Linked DNA regions of Hordeum vulgare: region 1 is linked to region 2. Evidence: chromatin contacts called from public Hi-C data. All regions are on one chromosome and are shown on one strand. The core of a region is the stretch at or near the end of the contact, and the rest is flanking DNA. Distances in the headings are between cores, read along the strand shown. Region 1 has its middle 9.3 kb from the start of LOC123424640. Region 2 has its middle 80 kb from the start of LOC123424639.

Region 1 (4,441 bases), core at 201-2,700, 350 kb after region 2:
CCCTCAGCCAACTGCTGCCATCCTGCGTACTAACGCTCTGCCCTCTGTTTTGCTTGGCTCCGTTCCAACTTTGACTGATGACCGGTGCTCCACCTCAACCTGCTCTGCCCCGTTCTAAACATCACGTAGCGGCGAGCTCAGGTCGGGTCGCAGTCCAACGATGCAAGGAGGGTGTGACTACCAAGAAAAGGAGCCTCTCTGGTCTAAGGGAGGAGACGATGAGGGCCTCCACCCGCATGGTCTGATGGCATTGCCATATTTAAAGTGTTTTCAGTTTCAGGCACACTCCCAGCAGGCCTTCCCTCTCAAAGTAGATCTCTGAACTTGCTATTGATGGATAGTATGATGATCTGAGATGCACCTGTTTGGTAGATACACCACATGAACAGATGGACAAAGAGGAGGAAAGAAGAACTAGCTAATGAAATCACGATGCAACTGCGAGCACCCATGTAAGGAATAATGCGAAAAAAATGTCACATGCGGCCCTGTGACAAATATGTTTGATATAACCACAATTATAAGAAGTTTCAAATTGTATGGAAGGTTGTTTTAACTGCTTTCAATGTATTTACTGAGGAATTTTAAACTTACCGTCGGCTTGATCAAGTAGCCTGAATTTGAGGCCTCATCTATTAGATCTGCAGAATCAGCTGGCATTTGGCTGCAACCTTCATCTCAAAAATTAAATAATAATACAACACTTTGGTTATTCAGACCATTAAGACACAATTACTTTTAAATCGTTCAACTCCAACTGCACTTGTCAAAACTTCAAAACAGTACCATGCTACTAAGTTGGAACTTACGATATGCCACTCTCACCAACTTCCCAACCAAGACAAGATGGGAATGGTGGTGCCTATTTGATTAATTCTGCTACCACTACATTATCAATTATCTTTAATCGTCTCCATGCTGGCTCATTTAGCAAATTATTGATTTGTATGGTTTTGGAAATTGATGAGATATTGGATTTATTGATGGGGGAATTGTCTACTTAAATTTTCTATGTTTGTAGATTACCAGCGACAACAAGGCACGATGATGGCAAGTGGTGGACGAGAGATTCAGCCTTTTTAGCTATGCAATCGACCACTGAGTATTAGAAAATGTTCATAAATTCATAAGTACTCACGAATTTGAAAATGTTCACGATTTCAAACATGTGCACGAGTTTTACAAATGTCTATGATTTCATGAAATTGAATGTGATAGTGTATCTCGGTGATGTAGCAAAATGAGTTCATGATTGTTGAAGATTATGACTATTTTGTCTTCCGTTGCAACGCACGGGTCATTTTGCTAGTATTAAAAAAGAAAATAACAAAGAAAATGAAGAGCAAGAAAAATAGAGGAACGCAACGTGGAACTGTGGAAGTGGAGGATGCGTACGCGGTCGCTAACCAACGACCTGGGCCCCAAATAGGATCCACGTATATCTCGCACTTAGCTAGCTATAGTGCCGCGTCGCCCTCATTGTTGCGACCCACGAAAATCGTGCTAGCGGTTGGGTGCTAAGTTGTTGAGCGTTGATGTAGTCTTTTTCTCGTCGGTCTGCAACATTGAATAACAACAGCTAGTAGAGTAGCTATCTCATTTACTCCTGAGTACTAGACAAAAAGTTTTTCGTATATATATATGTATATGAAAAATACATACCGGGTTCACTTCAGTAGTGCATGTAAGCATGGTATTTATTTTAAACCAAGTGACATGTTCTGTTATGTTGCGATAAACATTATTTCCTATTCTTCCTAACCAAAGTTGATATATTTAATACTTATCGCATGTTTATAAAATGATCATCGTGCTTAAAAAAGTTGACCACATATTTTTAAATTCTTCAAGTCATTAAAAACTATTTAGCATACTCTAAATAAATTTTCACGCTCCTAATAAAGTTCATGCGGTTTACAAAAGAATTAACACAGTTACCAAATATTCGTGTTCTTATAACATGGATTATACTGTCTACAGAAACGTACAAATTATTTTACCAAAGTATTCACGTACGTTAAATAAAATGTGCATGCTACTAGAAAAGTTCAAGCTGTTTAGAAAAAACTGTTGCACTGTTTTGCAAACATGTTCACATAATTTAAATACAATTTTCATTCTATTTACAGAATGTTCAAGCTCATACAAAAAAAACTAAAATATTTTATAAAAAATCAAATATATTAAATAAAACTTTAATTCTACTAAAAAGTTCACGCTGTTCACAAAAACAATCACACTTCTTCCGAAATTTTGCAGACATTTTTACAAGAGTTTTCATGTACTTCTAATATTTTTCGTTCAAGCATAAAGTATTGTAGGTTACACTGCCAAATAAAAAAATAAAATAAATTGAAAAAGTAATATGAAAATTGGATGGACCAAGAAAAATTGAAGCCAGAAAACACAATAAAACCGGATTCAAATAAAGGACCTCTTAATTGACGCAAAGAGTGTTAAATAAGAGGCTCCCGCAAGTGGAGCTCTGCAGGCATTAGGAATTGTAGCGGCATTTCATATTTGATGCCACTGGCGTTGGTTAACGTGCATTTTTGTTAACTCGCATCTGTGGCGTTCGTAAATAGGCCAGCCCATCTAGGCGGTGTTTGACGTTTTAAAAAAATGTATGACCTTATTTAAATATTGATCGACAGTTTTTAACTTTCAGAAAATAGTTTCTAAGGTTGATGAAATTTTTTGATTATCGATAATTTTATTGAATTTTGATGAATATCTCTTTGAAAATCGATTTTTTAAGATTAATGAATTCTTTTCAGTTCAATGTTTTTTTAAATACATGAACTTCTTTGAATTTTCTGTTTTTTATGAAATTTATTGAAGTTTTTCAAAATTTAATGAAACTTTCCTAAATTGTATGACTTTTTTCCGTTTACAATGAATTTGTTAAAAAAATGATAACCTTTGTACAAAATTGATTAAACTTTTACAAACACATGAAAAAAAATTCAAATGTATGAACATTTTTTATTTGAATCTGTAAACCTTTTTTGATTTTATGTTTTGGTTATCTTAACAAAAAAAATCAAAACAAAAACTGGGCAGCAGTTTAATGGACCGGCCCATCGCCCATGCTAGCAGTACAGTGGGCGCCGGATCGTTAACAAACGCCCGCAGCACTGCATAGGAGCTCCCCACTGTAGCTCTTGTTTTACTGGAACTCCTTTACAATTGTAGTAGTTTACAGTATTTCCGAGGAACTGTAGAGCTGCACCGATTTATTTTTCGTAAATGAAATATTTACAACACACGCATATGTTAAGAATGCGGACGTTTTTGTAACACATTTGTTTGAATTTTTGAACATTTTTCTAAAATTTGTAGAAATTTCGAGAACGTGAAAATTATTCAAAAACACAATTTATAATTTAGCGAACAAACTTTTAAACCAGGAATAAATTCCCAAATTCCAAACAATATTTGAGAAATGAACATTTGTTAGAGAACACAAACACTCATTTTTAGTTTTTGAACAAATTTAGAAGATATGCGCAATTTTTGGAAAATGCCTGAACAAATATTTTTAAATCATGCACAATTTTCGAAAACATGAAGAATTGTTTAAGTTCTAAAAAAAATCAAAAGGGCTGTCAGTAAATGTTAAACATGGAAACATTTTCTAAATTCTACACAGATTACGAAAACATGAAGAGTTCTTGTAAACTTCTAGATTTGTTTCTGAAAATGCGAACATTCTTTGTATACCCCAAAAGTTGAAATTTATGAATCTTTTTAAAATGAAAACTGTTTCTGTAGAAAATGAACCGAAAAAAATCGAAGATAACAGGTAAAAAACCCGAATGGTATCATCTAGAAGGTCCACAAAATCAGTAAAGAAAATAGAAGGAATCTTCTCAAAAGAATGGCAAAACCAATGTACACTAGCACAAACTAGGCTGACCACCCGAGCGCTAGCATTGCATCTCCTGTGCGATAGTCTGCCAATATGTCGCTGAAAGCATCAAATACAGACTTACATCACAGAATGCAGCGCCTTAAAGCATCTTCAGCCGTTGTGCCCCTCAGCCGGTGAAAAATTTTGCAGTGGGGGCGGAAAAAAATCCTGTCGTCCCTCACCCCAGCGGGACACATGAGGCGAGAGAGAAGAGATTTTTTTTACATGCATATGGTGGCTCTAGCAGAAAAAGGAAGGAAAGAGAGAGAGAGGAGAAAGGCTCATCGGTGAGGTTTGTGCATGCAAAAATAACGTCGGACGCTCCCAAATGCCTCAGGGGGCTGGGTTTGACCTCGGATCACCAAGACGATTTTTCACCAGCGGCGTTAAAAAGATGTGCTTGGGAGGGCGTCTTGGGGCACGACTGGAGATGCTCTTAAAAATAAGCAATCTGCTTCGCCCAGATACTGGGCCATGACACATGTTAGAAGCACGTGAGGTAATTAATAGCTCTATCTCCAATAGGCG
Region 2 (3,857 bases), core at 781-3,280:
CTTTTCTGAATTACAAAAAAATTGACGAATTTTCCTGTTTGTTTCTTTCTCAAATGTAAACGTGTACATGGTTGGCCCACCAGCGCCGGCTTGTGGGCACTAGGGAGCGGCAAACCCTATTTAACGCAATGGGCGACGGTTGCAAGAAATATTTGTTAACCGGCGTCTGCAGCGCTCCGTAATGGGTCAGCCCATTTAGAGATTCTGTCTTTGTTTTTGACCGTGCACTTTTTTTCAAATCGATGAACTTTTTTAAATAGGTGAATTTTTAAAAAAATTGATGAACTCTTTTAAAAGAAATGGTAATTTTTTAAAAAATTGGTGAACTTTTTTAAATTCCATAAATTGGTTTTAAAATTGATCAACTTTTTTTAAAAGACAATCATTTTTTTTTCAAACTGTGAAATTTTGAAAATCTACGAATATATTTCAAAAATCGATGAACTTTTATTCATAATCATTGAATTTTTTTCGTAAATCTGAACTTTATTCATAATGTTTGACCAAAGCATTCTATATGGTCCGGTCCATAAGGAGGAGCACTTTAGGCGCCGGTTCCGCTAATCGGCGTTGAAGGCGCCACATAGGAGGTCCCCTAGGACCTTCCCTGGCTCCTGAAGCGCCTGATCGGAGAGAGCAACTAGTTTGCAAGCACTCCTTCGGTAGCCTCACATCGATCACTCTCGCACTTCGTTATTTGGCGCGTTCTCAGCCGCCTTCACAATGCCGCGCTTTGAATGTTTTCTTCGTATTTTGCTTTTTTTGCATGTGGTTTCCGCTTTTTAGAGTGGGTTTTTTCGGATATTTTGGTGTTTCGGTTTTTCACAGGTCTTTCTTAACTTTTGGACGAAACTTTTTCTTTTTTGAAAAAACCACGTTTACTGTTTTTTATGAAAGAAATATGTTTTCTATTTTTCATTTGCAAGAGGCATGATTTTGCTTCTACGAAAGGCATGGCCGTGCCTCTCGGAAAGAGAAAAAAAACATGTTTTCATTTTTTTTACGAGAGGCACGGTTTTGCTTCCGTGAAAGGTACGATTTTGCATTCGCGAGAGGCACGCTCGTGCCTCTCGGTAGGGGGAAAAACATGTTTTCTATTTTGTTTAGAGACGCACGGTTTTGCTTCCGCTAAATGCACGATTTTGCCTTAGAGAGAGACACGCCCGTGCCTCTTCCGAAAGGGAAATATCACATTTCTGTTTTTGTTTTGCAAGAGACACGGTTTTGCTTCCGCGAAAGGCACATTTTTGCCTTCGCGAGAGGCACGCCCGTGCCTCTCCCGAAAAGGGGGAAAATGTGTTTTACGCTCTCTCTTTTTTTTCGCGAGAGGTACGGTTTTGTTTCCGCGAGAGGCACGGTTTTGCCTTCGTGAGAGGTACGACCCGTGCCTCTCGGAAAGGGAAAAATCTGTTTTTTCTATCGTGTGAGGCACGATTTTTCTTTTGGTTTTTTTCGTAAAATAAAGTTCGTTAAAACCTATTAACATGGAATTTAGTTTTAAAGATCTCGACACGAGAAAGGCAATGGTGAAAACTGTTTAAAATTTAAACGCACGATTTAGAAGATAAAACGTTTTAAAAATGTGAATCTATGATAAAAGGGAAAACTCTCAGGTTACGACAATTGACACGCATGCAGTGCACCACTTATCGTAACCTGTGAAGGTGAAAGTAATCGTTCGAAGGTGTACTCGATAACTGATAACTAATGATTTCGCTGATTGGAGCTGGGCCGAATGATGGACGAACCAGTGTGGGCCAGGATAAAAAATTGCACACATCACTCGTTTTCTAGCCTAGTTTCTCTATCATCCTTCCATATTCTTGACTAGGCTGGGCGGGCCAAGGCCCAGTTTGGCCCAACGTAGCTTCATCCTTGCTCATCTTGCTGATAACACACGCGCGTCCGGTGCCTCGGTGATCATCAACCAATTTTTGGTCATGTGGCACGAAGCATCCTCCCAACTACACACATGTTCCGCAACATGGATGGATTGTAAATAGTTTAACGCAACACAAGGTGTGTTGCAAACTCAATGTGAATGGATTTTCCGTAGCATCAATCACGTGTCGGGTGGGCTACACTCCCCTCTTATCCTGTCCATCACGATTTGACCTCCGCTTTCCTTATCAAATTGTTTGAACGTTTAAGACCGAAATAAGTGGCCACCTTGGAGATGATCTTAACTTTCAGTTGGACTTGGTTGCTTTAGAATCACCTCATAAAAACGTTCTTGACATTAATATAATGTTAAAAATGTTTTTGTATTATAAGATGGAGAGAGTACATATGAACCCGAAGAAGTACTCGGAAACGAGACGCGGCGTAAGTTGAAGTCAAGAGGCACAAGTCGTTGATACGCCGTCCTAACTCCTACCACGTGCTGCCATTCCGGCGAGCTCGCCATTCTTTTCTTTTGCAACGCAAACGCATCTCCAGCGACCAGCGTGCGCTCAACCGCATGCTGCCGGAGATACGTGCTTGACCATCCACACCGATGATGACAGGGGCCGGTTGGTACAACAGACCATTAATCCCCTGTCATATGAACCACTAATCTCCTGTCCTGCAGGTAGCAGCGGCGCCGCCTGATTCCACCCGCACTAATGCCAGAAGAATTCTCCAATCCAGACTGTTAAGCAACATGCGGTTAAAAAAAGACTGTTAAGCAACCAACACATCAATCATCGTCAACTCCGTCACCACGTGAAGGAATCACTTGCCCGTGCTCGCCTCTCGGGCAAAAGCTGGACTCGATTTATGCCCATTCCATCTCCCCTGATGAGTCCGTGACCAATTAACAATCGTTCCAAGTACACAACATGTTCTCAATGATGAAGTGGTTGTTGAAATTTGGAGGTGGGCTTTAGGCCCATTAAAGAATTTCAGAAAAATCTCCAATGGCCCATGTAGGTGGTGGCATGACAAGGTGGTGGGAGTTTAGTCCCACCCCGCTAGTGAAGGAGAGTTTGGACCCCTTTATAAGGGTCTCTCTTCCACATGCTATTGGAGAGTGAGAAGAGAAGGTGGGAGTGAGATGTATGTTATGGAGCTTGCAATTTGCCGGGCAAGTTTGTCACGGATAACGAGTCCGGTCTGATTGTGGTGGAGAGTACTTCTCAAACGAATTTGATTCATTTTGTGCGGAACACGGGATTATTCATGAGAGGACGCCTCCCTATTCACCCCCAAGAAGCGTAAGCTTGGGATACGCTAAGAATAGCGTAGGCTATAGATTTCTAGTAGTGAAATCTGAGGTACTTGACGTGAAGGTCGGTACAATAATGGAGTCGAGGGATGCTACATTCTTTGAGGATATATTTCCCATGAGAGATATGCAAAGCACTTCTAGACAGGAATCTGAGATAACTCCTGAGCCTGCCATTCCTATGGAATACTATGAACAAACACATGATGAAAATCCTGAGGAGGATGACAAGGAAGCCCGTGGTAGGGGCAAGAGACAAAGGACTGCAAAGACCTTTGGTGATGATTTCTTCGTATACCTCGTGGATGATAATCCCACTTCTATTTCAGAAGCGTATGCTTCTCCAGATGCTGATTACTGGAAAGCTGCGGTCCGTAGCAAGATGGATTCCATCATGGCTAACGGGACATGGGAAATCACTGATCGTCCCTATGGTTGCAAACCATTGAGATGCAAGTGGGTGTTCAAAAAGAAGCTTAGGCCCGATGGTACGATTGAAAAGTACAAGGCTAGGCTTGTGGCCAAGGGCTATGCCCAGAAAGAAGAGGAAGATTTCTTTGATACTTATTCACCTGTGGCTAGACTAACCACCATTCGAGTACTACTCTCATTGGCGGCCTCTCATGGTCTTCTCGTTCATCAAATGGAC

Evidence for each region. Hi-C and Micro-C count contacts between places; a contact is called where the count stands out from the background.
Region 1: a Hi-C map of leaf shows a contact between it and region 2, with 2.0 times the contacts expected there. The contact joins two enhancer-like sites. A contact is called at or near these places in 4 of 6 Hi-C or Micro-C datasets (leaf and seedling).

What each region holds. Positions count from the first base shown.
Region 1 is chr2H:31,240,736-31,245,176 of MorexV3_pseudomolecules_assembly, forward strand. No RefSeq gene overlaps it. Among protein-coding and RNA genes, the nearest start is that of LOC123424640, 9.3 kb to the right of the region's middle. Within about 2 kb of position 1,451, at least 3 of the 3 cell types and tissues checked have open chromatin away from gene starts, as enhancers often do. A contact at or near this core is called in leaf and seedling, where this site is marked.
Region 2 is chr2H:30,889,806-30,893,662 of MorexV3_pseudomolecules_assembly, forward strand. No RefSeq gene overlaps it. Among protein-coding and RNA genes, the nearest start is that of LOC123424639, 80 kb to the right of the region's middle. Within about 2 kb of position 2,031, at least 3 of the 3 cell types and tissues checked have open chromatin away from gene starts, as enhancers often do. A contact at or near this core is called in leaf and seedling, where this site is marked.